Linked DNA regions of Ctenopharyngodon idella: region 2 is linked to region 1. The links are chromatin contacts, called in public Hi-C maps. All regions are on one chromosome and are shown on one strand. The core of a region is the stretch at or near the end of the contact, and the rest is flanking DNA. Distances in the headings are between cores, read along the strand shown. Region 1 holds the start of fosl2 (FOS like 2, AP-1 transcription factor subunit). Region 2 holds the start of si:dkey-16j16.4.

Region 1 (6,136 bases), core at 2,397-4,896:
GTCTTAGTAAAGAAAACAAGAAACAACAAACTAGGTGCCATTGCAGATGTTTGTATATCAGCTGTGGTTTTGCTTGGAGAATTATTGTGTTGCATTTACTGTTTGAGCAAGTCTTTCATACACCAGGGAGATTATGTATAATAGGCAAACCAAGGCCATGTTTTCTACTTCACTGTAATGTGATTGGTTTAATCAGTGGAAATATTCCAGCATGAATTCATTTTCCATCCTCTGAGTTTCGTATTCCCTCTAGGCCTGGAATGTTCACATTGTGGCTCTGTTCTGTTTCAGACTGGTAGTTGCCAGGGAAACTTGCAAATAAAATTTCAAGAGATCATTGGACCACTAATCTAGATCAGGTGTTCTAACTAGTCTGTAATCCACAAAGCAGTTGCTCACCGGCCTCCACCCAAGAGATTCCCAGGCAGATCGTGACCTTAATTAGACGCCCAGTGCCATCTACCCCGTAATGCAGCTTGGATCTCTGCATCAAAAAAGAATCCCTTTGTGTTGAAGGACAAGAATTGTGGAGATTCCAGGATGAAGCTATAATGTTCTGCATTAATGTGTGCAAACCAGTTTGTGCTATGTCATGTAGGCCTGGTTTCACAGACAAGGCTTAGATTAAGCCAGGATTAGGCGTTAGTTCAATTAGGGCATTTAAGTAGCTTTTATAAACGTACCTTAGAAAAAAAAAAAAACATTACTGGTGTGTATCTTGAGATAAAACTAATTTTAAGATATGTCAGTGCAAATTGCTTTCAAATAAAACAGCTTTAATCTGGGACTAGGCTTAAAGGGTTAGTTCACCCAAAAATGAAAATTCTGTCATTAATTACTCACCCTCATGTCGTTCCAAACCCATAAGACTTTCGTTCATCTTCAGAACACAAATGAAGATCTGTTTGATGAAATCTGAGAGCTTTCAGTCCCTCCATAGACAGGTACGGGAGGACTACCACTTTGACACTTCAAAAAGTTCATAAAGAGATCGTAAAACTAATCCATTTGAATTGAGTGGTTTAGTCCAAATTTTCTGAAGAGACACGATCGCTTTATATGATGAACAGTTTGAATTTAGGTTTTTATTCACATATAAACATTCAACAACTCACACATCAGTTGTGGTAAACGGAAGCTCAAGCATGTTTGCTTGACGCGTGAGAGAACCAATGAGGTTCATTCTCGTGTGTTACGCAGCACAACTGAGCTTCCGAAGAGGGTTGTTCTCGCACGTGAAGCAGGTTTAGTTGAGCTTCTGTTTGTTCGCTTATCAAGTGTCAGCAAAAATTTGGAATTATCTACTCAAAAATATGGATTAGTTTTCCGATCTCTTTATGAACTTTTTGAAGCGTCAAAGTGGTAGTCACTTAGGTGTCTATGGAGGGACAGAAAGCTCTCAGATTTCATGAAAAAGATCTTCATTTGTGTTCCGAAGATGAACGAAAGTCGTACAGGTTTGGAACGAAATGAGGGTGAGTAATTAAAGACATAATTTTCATTTTGGGTGAACTAACCGTTTAAGCATTGTCTGTGAAACCGGTGATAAAATAAATAAGTAGGTGGAATTAAGTGATGGAAAGTGGACAATAACAAATTTGATCACAAATAAAGTTTTACAAGATGTGCAAGCCAAAGTAGCAAGTTAAATAGCCTATGTGATAAACCATCAGTAGGCTACTTAAAGTTAATGCATCCTTACCGTCATGTGCCTTCGTTGTATTTACCCCATATTACAGTATAGGCACGTGCATACACTGGCTAGAGACGTTATCAGATTAACACGAATGCGTCTCATATAAAATCTGGGTTAAGGAGCTAATCTATTTATCAGTGTTGTCTTCATTATGACTAATGCTATGTTTTATGGACATATGCGATGGAGTATTGTGTATCATTCAAAATACCATGGTTATATCATCTGATATCTACCACTTTTTGTAAGTAGGCTACATAGTAATCGCATGATAATAGTTTCTCTTATGTGCACACCAATATGATTTCTTCTTTCAAAGTTATCGATAGTATATGACTAGAAATCGCAGCATTAATTTACCCTGCGAACAGCTATAATTCTCTTTCCCTGCTTAAGAGGAGATCAGAACTGTGCCAGACAACGAGTGACGTTCACGATCACTGGGAACGCGCGTCACTCCTGTTCTTGTTCTTTTCCATAATGCTCAGCTATCAGATCAGATGGCAGAAACTCATACGACAGCCAATGACAGATATAAAGGCAAAAGGCATTAGGTGTAATGCAAATGCATTAACTATGCATTTGGTTTTATCGTAGTGTAGTTTGATAATTATTATTATTATTATCATTATTATTATTATTGTAATTAATAAAAGTACTGATGGCCTACCCGTTTATGGTTGTAGCGTTGATTCTAACATCTATACTAATATATTAATTATGGGTATTTCCTGTGCACCAATGTTCACTCATACGTTTTACTCAACTCGGAATAAATGAACTCATTCTGAAACAGATTGTTACTGCAGTGAAGTGTTGAAATATTTCCACTTTTTCTGTTTATCACTGCATTATGGCGACATGTCAAACTAAATAGGTCTATCAATAGGTTGCGACTGGTACTGTTGTAAAATTGTATTTTAGTTACTTATATCCACCATCAAGCCATCGCAACCAAGTGTTATGAATCCACAAAATTTTATTACTAAAAAGTATTCATACATTTAAAAAAATCTATCACTTACACAAAATAAGCTGGACCCCCACTTTGGACTGTAAAACTCAAGTGTTCTGTTGATACTTCCCCTCCCCCAATAAACTTTATTGTACCACTGGCGACATCTATAGATAGATATGTTCTTTGATCTATAATGATGAGTTTGATTCCGCCTGGAGAGAGAGAGAGAGAGAGAGAGAGAGAGAGAGAGAGAGAAGTGTGTGATAAATGGGTTGAAAAACAGATATGATGCAACAAAGATTTGTTATAGGCCTACAGAAAAATACAAAAATATATTGAATTAATTAAAGAATCTGTTTCGAACTGCCGAAAAAGTGAGAGGGAAAAAAAACAACCCAAAACTCCATGGTGAAGACGCGAAATTTAAGAGCAACTGCACATACATTCAAGTAATTTAAAAAGCGCACAGCCTATAGTTCAGAGAGCAACATCCGGACCGCAAAGCTATGCTTTGTGGCTACTTTCTATTAAACCCACGACCACCTCTGCACACTCTTGCTGTGTTCCGTGATCTTAGGAGCCGAGAGCATGTGTCCACAGACCACCCAGTGCAAGTTATAGGTGGGGAAAGAGGGGAGGGAATCCCTGACGCGTTAATCGTGCCTTTACCAAGGAAACCCATGCGCGTGTGCTCTGACGCAACTGCCCATTTTTGGAAACAATGCGTCAATGGTCGAAACCAACTGTGAAATGGGGGTGGCCGGTACAAGCAAACAAGTTTAAAACAAATTAAAACACCTTAAACAATTTATACTTTGCTGTACATAATTTGTAACTAAACATTTACCCCTATTTTTTCATAAACTCTTCAGTGAATAACAACGTCTGGTATATTGCTGCAAAATGTACATGTTGAAACCCCTATTTTGCTGTGCGACTTATGAAGGCTGTGACGCGTAGACGCAGGTTGGCGTTGATAAGCGGAGCACCGAAGTAGAGTAGAGCCATTGAAGTGAGTCATCTAACGACGGGACCTGTAGAAGTAGCACTGAAGTTCACCTAGTCGCCAAAATCAGTTCAACAAAGTCCAGCGGTACACTCATCACTGCCGTGAGTCACTGCTATAGGCACAGGACTAAACCTACAAGAGCACCGAGTTCACTGAAGAAAAGTAGGTGCATCACAGATTTTTTTTTTTTTTTTTTTTCATTTTCATCTGGTTCTAGCAGAACATCTCAGTAGCGATGATTATTAGATATTAGTTTTACACGGAAACATCAATTTATTGGACTATTAAAGAGACTACAGCATTTGAGATCGCTGACTTCTCTAATAATAGAATATTACAAAGATATGCCTGGATTTAACATACTGACCATTAAAGTAGCCTATTTTGGATATCATTTTTAGATTAGGTATAGAGGAATCGCTTTGCTTGGAAGTGCTTTTTTGCCACTGAAGACACTGATCGTGTGGGAATTCATTATCAACCTTCTGAAATTTCCTCCTCTTTCCCTGGATCATGTACCAGGATTACACCGGGACTTACGACACGTCCTCCCGCGGCAGCAGCAGCTCACCAGCGCACCCGGACACCAGCCCCATCCCTGCCTCCAACTACCAGGTGCCCGAGTCTCCTGATTACACTTTACATGTTTACGCTCTTCGGGTTTGCATAAATAGGCCTACCATGTTATCATAATTAATCCTAAACTAACCGGTAACAATGTGCACTTAGCTTATCCTCTTCAGAGACTTTATACATACAGTGCTCATACTACATTAGCCTACACATACTTCATTTTATTACTATAAACATCAATAGCAATATGTAATTAGCCTACAAACAGCTCCGCAAAATAATAACACATTAGCACATATTAAAGTCATACAAAAACTGCGATGTAAAATGAGACCAAACTTTTTATACATAGAGGACTTGCAGTCAGGGTCATTGGTCGTCGTTTTCATTTTTTAAATTGAACTACATTCAGTGGCTTTGTATACTTGATTTGAAGAGCAATACAAGTGTTGTGCAAACTGGACATTCGATTATTGCATATGGGAACAGACGGACGATGTGTCCTATAAGTAGCCTATATAAGTAGGTATAGGTTACCTGTGTGCTTGCCACATTTTTTATGCATAACTGTCTTTTTATTGCTATGTTTTAAAATCGTATCTGATCATTATTTAAAAAAAAAGAAAGTGCATGGAGGACACAGCTTATACGCATCTGCGTAAAACGCGTAAAAATCCTCTCCGAGGAATCCGTCTCACTCGCTTAATAAATGATTCCCAGAAGAGATTTTTTTTTTTTCTTCTTGCAATCTATATTTTGTTAAGATAGTGCACATGTTGGCACTCATAACATTATGTTTCCGTGGAATTAGGCATCTAGTCAGATAAGGGCAGCAGTGGCGTGGGTGGTGTGCGTAATGTGAAATAAACCCACGGAGAGTGCGCACGTAGTGGCCACAGAATGCCACACTTCCGGGACTTCCACAGAGCGAATGCATTTTACTAACCTTCAGAGCATGCTTAGTTATCATTTGTTTATCTGAAAATACCTTTCAGTTTTTGTTTTAGTCTTTACGGTAGTTGAACTGTAAAGTTTAGAATGGAGAAAAGAAAGCTAATTCGGATCTCGCGTACATGGCAAAAGTATTTTAAAAAAAAAAAAAAAAAAAAAAAAAGGATGAAAGCTTGCAGCCTAGCTAGAAAATGAAGACACTTTACACAAACTTTAGGCTTGTACGTTTTTATGAACTAATATGTTGAATTAAATGAAATGGCACCCCATGGTCTTTCTATCTGATAACATTCAATTTACTAGTTAAATATTTATATTTCAAAACGCATGTTTTTCAGTGATGGGATTGCGACTTTGTGCATGGACAAACTCGCAAAATGGTCCATGCTGAGAAAAAAAAGTAGTTAAAAAAGCACTATCACGTTTTATTTAAATGATGCTTAATAATGGTATCCTTATGTCTCACAGCTCACTTTAATAATCATTTGTATGTTATCGTAGATGATGATAACCACAGTCAACCACAGTATTATAATAATAAGCTACATGTTTATAGCTACCAAGAGTATTACGTTTAAATGGATTATAGCCTACATAATGTTTCAAGTAAAGTACTACCAGCATCTCTTCTTCATGAAGTGTTTCAGACAGTTTTTTTTTCCGAACTGGTTCTCAGTGCGAATGAATAAGAGCTTGTGTACCGGGTCAATTTGGCAGCTTGTTCCCCAGACGTTGGTATTTTAATCACATCTGGAACATTTAACAGCTCCTGTCAGAAATTCTCTAACATCATCGTCTTGCTGTTTAAGCTACTGAACTCGTGGAATAAACTGCCCCCTTTCGATTCCAGCATTTTGTTTTGACACCTTCGGGGGAAAATCAAGTGGAGGGAATTCGGGTAGTATACATTTCAAGAGAAAAGCTAATTTCGCAACACAACAGAGAATGA
Region 2 (6,067 bases), core at 3,006-5,505, 160 kb before region 1:
TGTGTGTGTGTGTGTGTTCATGCATGAAGGAGACTTCTGAGTGACTCTAACTTCAGGATTGGCATAGGTCTGTTTATGTCCTCATACAATGTTGCTTCATTGTTGATGTACCCTAACTTACATTTGAATACTATTTCTGTATTTTTTATCTAATAAGGCCCTTCCACATGACTTGTTTCAAAATTCCCCAATGCGCTCTACAGAGCAAAGTATCACTGCGGACAGCAAGTTGTGTGTTGAGATCAAAAGTTGCAACACAACACTCAAAGTTTAATGTCAACGTGAAATATTAAAGGTATGTTGTGACATTTAGTTGATAATTATTATATTATATAGGACATTACATGTCCTATGCAAATTAATGCATGGCAAACGCATACTTTTGTGGCTTTATCTGCAATGCTTTTCATGTGGAGGCCAAAGCTGTGCATGATACTTGTGTGGAAAGGTGCATTTAAGCCCTGATGCTCGTCATGTGAAAGGGCCATTGCTCAATTTTTCTTCTGGCTTGTGTCTGTGGAACACTTCCACAAGGAATTTCAAATTTCTTTTAAAGCTTCTCAGTGGTCTACTAAATCTACTCAAACATGACACACACAGACACTTATACACACACAGCTTCTGTCAGCAACACAGCAGTGTCAAAGACGTTTCTGGCAGAAGGCCACACTCCAACCACCGTAATTGTATTTATTAGTGTAAGCCATAGGGTCAAGCTGAGATCAGGACACGTGTCCGCTGGTACAGGAATAACAGTCTTTGGCAATGCATAGCCACTGATGTGACTTCCATATACTTTGAACATCTCTATGTTTTTGATGTTAGATCGTAATTTTGTAGTTTTGTAATTATCACATCTAAAGCTAAAACTTGAGAACTTTGTTTTATCAATAAGGAACTTACTGGATCATGGAAGGTGGGAATTAGAAACCAGAATACAGTCAATTAAGACTACATCCACATTAATCTGAATTAACTTGAAAATGCAACTTTTAATCTAAGTTTTGGTCTTCTGTCAACACTGAGGTGCCATTTTTGTCCAAAGAAAATGTTTTTTGAAGATGCTCTCCCAATTGGATAAATTGGACTGTGAGAATTGAGGAACTTGAAAATGATTAAACATGTTTAATCATGTGATACATGATGTACCAATATATATCTATGGTTGTACTGGGAATGTTGTGACTGCTATACATGCTCATAGGCTTATTAAAGATACATTTTACTTTGTATAGTCTTCATATAACATTCCTAAAAATATGACACAAAAAAAAAAGCTGTCCTGCAGCAAAACAATTGCGTATTAGACCTGAAATAGCGATTTTGAATGTAACCAGTGAGTGGTGGAATATTTTGCTAATAAAATAATAGTGCCAGAAGAATGGTGTGAGTAATTTATTATGTCTGATCTCTCTCTATTATTTCAGTGAGCTTTTATTATGTTTTGAGCATGCACAATAAGGTGACTGAAGTGTTTTCAGTAGTTTCAATAGGGCCTTTGCACCAGAGGAACATTTTCTAATTTGCGTATTAGAAAAGTATTTTGGTGTGTTCGCGCAGCAGGAACTAGGAACGATTTTAGTTATAGGAAAGCCTTATGGGGGGACTAAATTAGCTCCTACTTCAGATTTGAGTCTAACCCAGCACAACAGGAACTACCAGTGACGTAGGTGTACACTGTTTGGCCAAACGCATGCCGTAAGAAACACTGGCACCCGCCATTTTAAAAAGCCGTGCAAACACACACAGTTCACATATACTTATTCGACGAGCTAACTCCATGGACATGGAAAACAGCGATAGATGACCAACGCTACGGAGTTGTTGACGTTTTTGAATGACGCGCTTAAATGACGTCGCTGTCAGACGGCTTACGTCACTTCAGAGTTCCTACTGGCGGTGTGAATGCAACCAGGAAAATGGCCCTAGGGGAACATTTAGTTCTCTGGGGACCGCCCTTGTGACTAGTTCCTATAAGTGAGTTCCTATAACTACCCGGTGCCCATCGTGGAAACATCCCTACCACATCCCTAATGTGGAAAAGCAACTTCTGGAAAGGCTTGAAAATGCTAGTGTGGACAGAGAGCGTTTTGAAATGAGGAGGTTTTGACTGGGTTGAAGTCAGTGCTCATCTCATTGTATCCCAATGGTAACTCTTCTTTTTCTAATCTGTCCACGTTATTGCCTTAACCTTTATTACATTAACATTAATTAGCATTAAATTAATGTGTTAACTATTAGCAAGATTTTGAAAAAGGCTGCATTACCTACAACAGTGAACTAGCTATTTATCAACTGGTTAGCAGCGTTAACAAATAGACCAAACCCACGTGGCCTAGTTGACATCAGCCAAAAGGAATATCATTTCAGAAGCAGAGCAAGTTATTTTTTTCTTTGGAATCTTGATAATGAATCTTGCACAATAAGACCAGAATCATGTATTAAAGGGATAGTTCACCACCACCACCACCAACAACAACAAAATTCTAACATACAGTCAGAGGTTTGAAATGACATGTGGAAACATACAGTGCATACTGTGTATGCTATATGTGTACTACTTAAATATATGTCTTATATTCATCCTCTTCTTCCTCATAACGAAGACAAGCCGGTAACACCTTTATAGCAGGCTATTCAATTTCATTCATTACTCATCGGTTTTAAAGTAGCTTTCCATTCTGTTATTGCCAAAAACAGTACCTCCCTTTGAGGAGATAACAACTCACCAGGAAGGAAACATATGGCTTAAGGGTACAACTCTCATGAGAAATAATGAAACTGAAAGAAGCAGTTGGTCAGATCAATCAACTAAAAGTCTAATAGGAAAAACCTGAAAACTGCCATGCGGTGACCCACGGAATGGACCAAGAAGTGGACATCTTTGTGGAACCATGTGCTCAAACAAGAGGCATACATGCCAGTGCCTTCAATAAAAGTTGGTGTGGTGCATTTATGAACAATTTATGACTTTATAACAATGCAGCATCAGCAGAGAGCCAGCACTGGGTTCAGTATGTCAAGTATTTATGGATTCCAGAAAGGTGTTGTATTACTTTAAGACTGTTCTTCAAGATGGCGTAAGCCAGATGCCATCATGATTTCTCCTGCTAAAACTTTTAACTCAGAAGTCTGGTCCTTTAGTTTATCCTTCGAATAAAGGATTTTATTTCACATATCAATTTTCCGATAGTCTCTGAGGGCATCTTTTCATGTTGTTTGTGAACTTCCAGTTTCGAGGGTACGTGTGTGTGATCACTTGAGTAAATATACACAAGAGTCTGAATGAGTGGGTTTTAAAACTAGTCCTTGTAACAAATCCACCTTGAGCTTAAACATTCTGTAGTACACTGGGACATAAATATGATATATAGGAAGCTTCTGTATTCAAGTGGAACAAAGCTTTACAGTAACACTTTGCATTACAGTGTTCATGTATGTGCTACTAAAAATTATTACAAAAATAAATAGTGTGATTACAATCAGTTCATGACATCATTAGTATTATTCAGTGCTTATTTATGTACAGTAACACCGTATTGTAAAGTGTGGCCAGTTATTAAGTTAAGGGTACTTTGTATTAGTGTCCTTACAGACAACTTACATACGTTTTTAATATAATTATTAACTGACTTACCTTAAGTTGAAACGGATGGATCTCATTTAGAGAGTGTCTTCTGAGCTTTTTAGTGAGGGTCTTCAGCATTCTGCCCTCCTTTGATTGTTCTTGGCTTTGTTTAAGATCACTTCTTCAAATTACAGATTCATATCTATTTGATACATAATTGGATCGATCAGCTCTTTCTAAGAACAGTCAATTTGTGTATTCAAAGATGTTCAGCTCCATGCAAACAAACTCAGGCTGAAACACAGATAAACAACGATTATGAGTTCCCAGTGCCAAAACAACAGCAGATCTCCGTGCAGCAAGGAGCCGATCTGTTTTTAAAGTTAAGTCTCATAACTTGGTCTAAACATCCATCACTATGATGAAGGCAAATTAATTAAATATAACTAAGTCCTGTATTGTGCTGAATTGATAAGCGACAGTGACATTCGTCATCAAAACGTTTTCAAAATCCACATGGGTAAAAATCAACGTTAATCTTACTCCAAACGGCAGATGGACGATGAAGCTGAAGTGTGTCTAATTAAGAAAAAGCCTCCATAGAATCTCAATCGCACTCATACACGCACACACGCACACATACACACATACGTATGCGCACTACACATACTACTCTCTCTAGCTCATGCTCGTCGCTCTCTCTCATTGGTTGCTTAAACCGATGATGTCATTGCGTTCTAAAAGGAGGCGGAACAGTAACATCTTAAAGGAATATGAAGAGCTTGCAGGGTCTGGGTCAAGTGTGCTCCATTTCTTGGGCACAAGTAGATCACTCCTAATCTGCAGGTTCATTTTAGATGCACTACAGTATTGTTATTTTTTAATATTTCGATTGTACAAAGTTTGCAAGAACAATTTTCTTTTTGTGGGGCAGTTCTAATGTGTTGCTAGCAGCCAAAGTAAATCTAAAGTTCACATGGATTTAGTGTCATTTGAAGAGACAAAACAGAAGAGGGTGAGGTTAAAAGTTCAGTTGATGCTGCACAGTGATATACATATTTTTTTTAAAGTATTTTTATTTTATTTTATTTTATTTTTTGTCTTAGCACTTACCTTGTCTTATATATATATATATATATATATATATATATATATATATATATATATATATATATATAATGAAGTATAGGTCTGTGTAATGAGATATTAGATTACATATCTTCAAGCAAACCACACTGTGTTAAAATAGCGCTAAGACATTATTTTCTTAACATCTTTTTTATTGCCTTTTATGTACTTTTTGTCATTGGTTTCAATTCTCATGTGACAGTTCCTCATGAAGAAGAGGGAAATGTAGGAACAAAATATGACCACTAGAGGGCACTGTCTTTTTAAAAATGAATGTGTTGCCCGTGGCTTTTTGTCATGTTAGTCAATAGGACTATTGCTTAATCTTAAACTTAATACATAACAGATGAAGCAGTTTAAACTCTATTTGACATCATTTGAAATGCATATTTTGAGTTAGTATGGCCATGAAGTTTTGCATTTGACTTGTTCAGACCTAGAATTTGTATGTTCCATTAGGGGAATAGATAGAGGAACGATGGGAGATTTGACAAGGATCTGTCCAGTGAAAACAGGACACTGGCATGAACTCTTTTTTATTTGCATTAAAATGGTGTTAAACTCCAAATGAACTCTGGTAGAAGTAAACACTCTTTTAAAAATGTATTTAAAGAAAAAAAAAGTATTATAATGATATCAATTCCGCAGTTTGTCAATAGGAGGCGCTGTATGACCGACCACTGATGAAGAGCTCCAGCAAGAATAACAGGAAGTACATCTGCATATGTATGCATGTATGTATAGCTAGCTATGTATGTATGTATATAGAAAGACAGTAAACATTATCTGTTGTGCGTGTGTATGTATGTATGTATAAACATTCAACAAATAATTTGCTTTTTGTTAAAGGGTTAGTTCACCCAAAAATGAAAACAGTGTCATTTATTACTCACCCTCATGTCGTTCCACACCCGTAAGACCATTCACAGCAATGACATTTCCTCTCTCAAGATCCATAAAGGTACTAAAAACATATTTAAAACAGTTCATGCGAGTTCAGTAGATCTACCTTAATATTATAAAGCGACGAGAATATTTTTGTGCGCACAAAATAACAACTTTTCAACAATATAGTGATGGGCCGATTTCAAAACACTGCTTCGGAGCTTTGTGAATGTTTTTAGTACCTTTATGGATCTTGAGAGAGGAAATGTCATTGCTTTGAATGCAGGCCTCACTGAGCCATCGGATTTAATCAAAATATCTTAATTTGTGTTCCGAAGATGAATGAAGGTCTTACGGGTGTGGAACGACATGAGGGTGAGTAATTAATGACATTATTTTCATTTTTGAGTGAACTAACCCTTTAAGAATAACGTTAAGTATATTATGACCTTTGTTTAAGTCAAGTTACCTTTATTTGTATAGCTC

Evidence for each region. A called contact is a pair of places that touch in the nucleus more often than the background predicts.
Region 2: a contact with region 1 is called in a Hi-C map of muscle, with 4 times the contacts expected there. The contact joins the promoter of si:dkey-16j16.4 here to the promoter of fosl2 in region 1. A contact is called at or near these places in 2 of 2 Hi-C or Micro-C datasets (both in muscle).

The regions. Positions count from the first base shown.
Region 1 is chr17:12,603,855-12,609,990 of HZGC01, reverse strand. It overlaps fosl2 (FOS like 2, AP-1 transcription factor subunit), which reads left to right and starts at 3,646. Exons shown (of 5, transcript XM_051869326.1): 1 at 3,646-3,825; 2 at 4,065-4,278. The coding sequence starts at 4,177. LOC127499163 (a long non-coding RNA gene) reads right to left here and starts at 3,489. Exons shown (of 3, transcript XR_007926062.1): 1 at 2,722-3,489.
Region 2 is chr17:12,762,837-12,768,903 of HZGC01, reverse strand. It overlaps si:dkey-16j16.4, which reads right to left and starts at 4,255. Exons shown (of 6, transcript XM_051869331.1): 1 at 4,112-4,255; 2 at 3,638-3,862. The coding sequence starts at 3,706.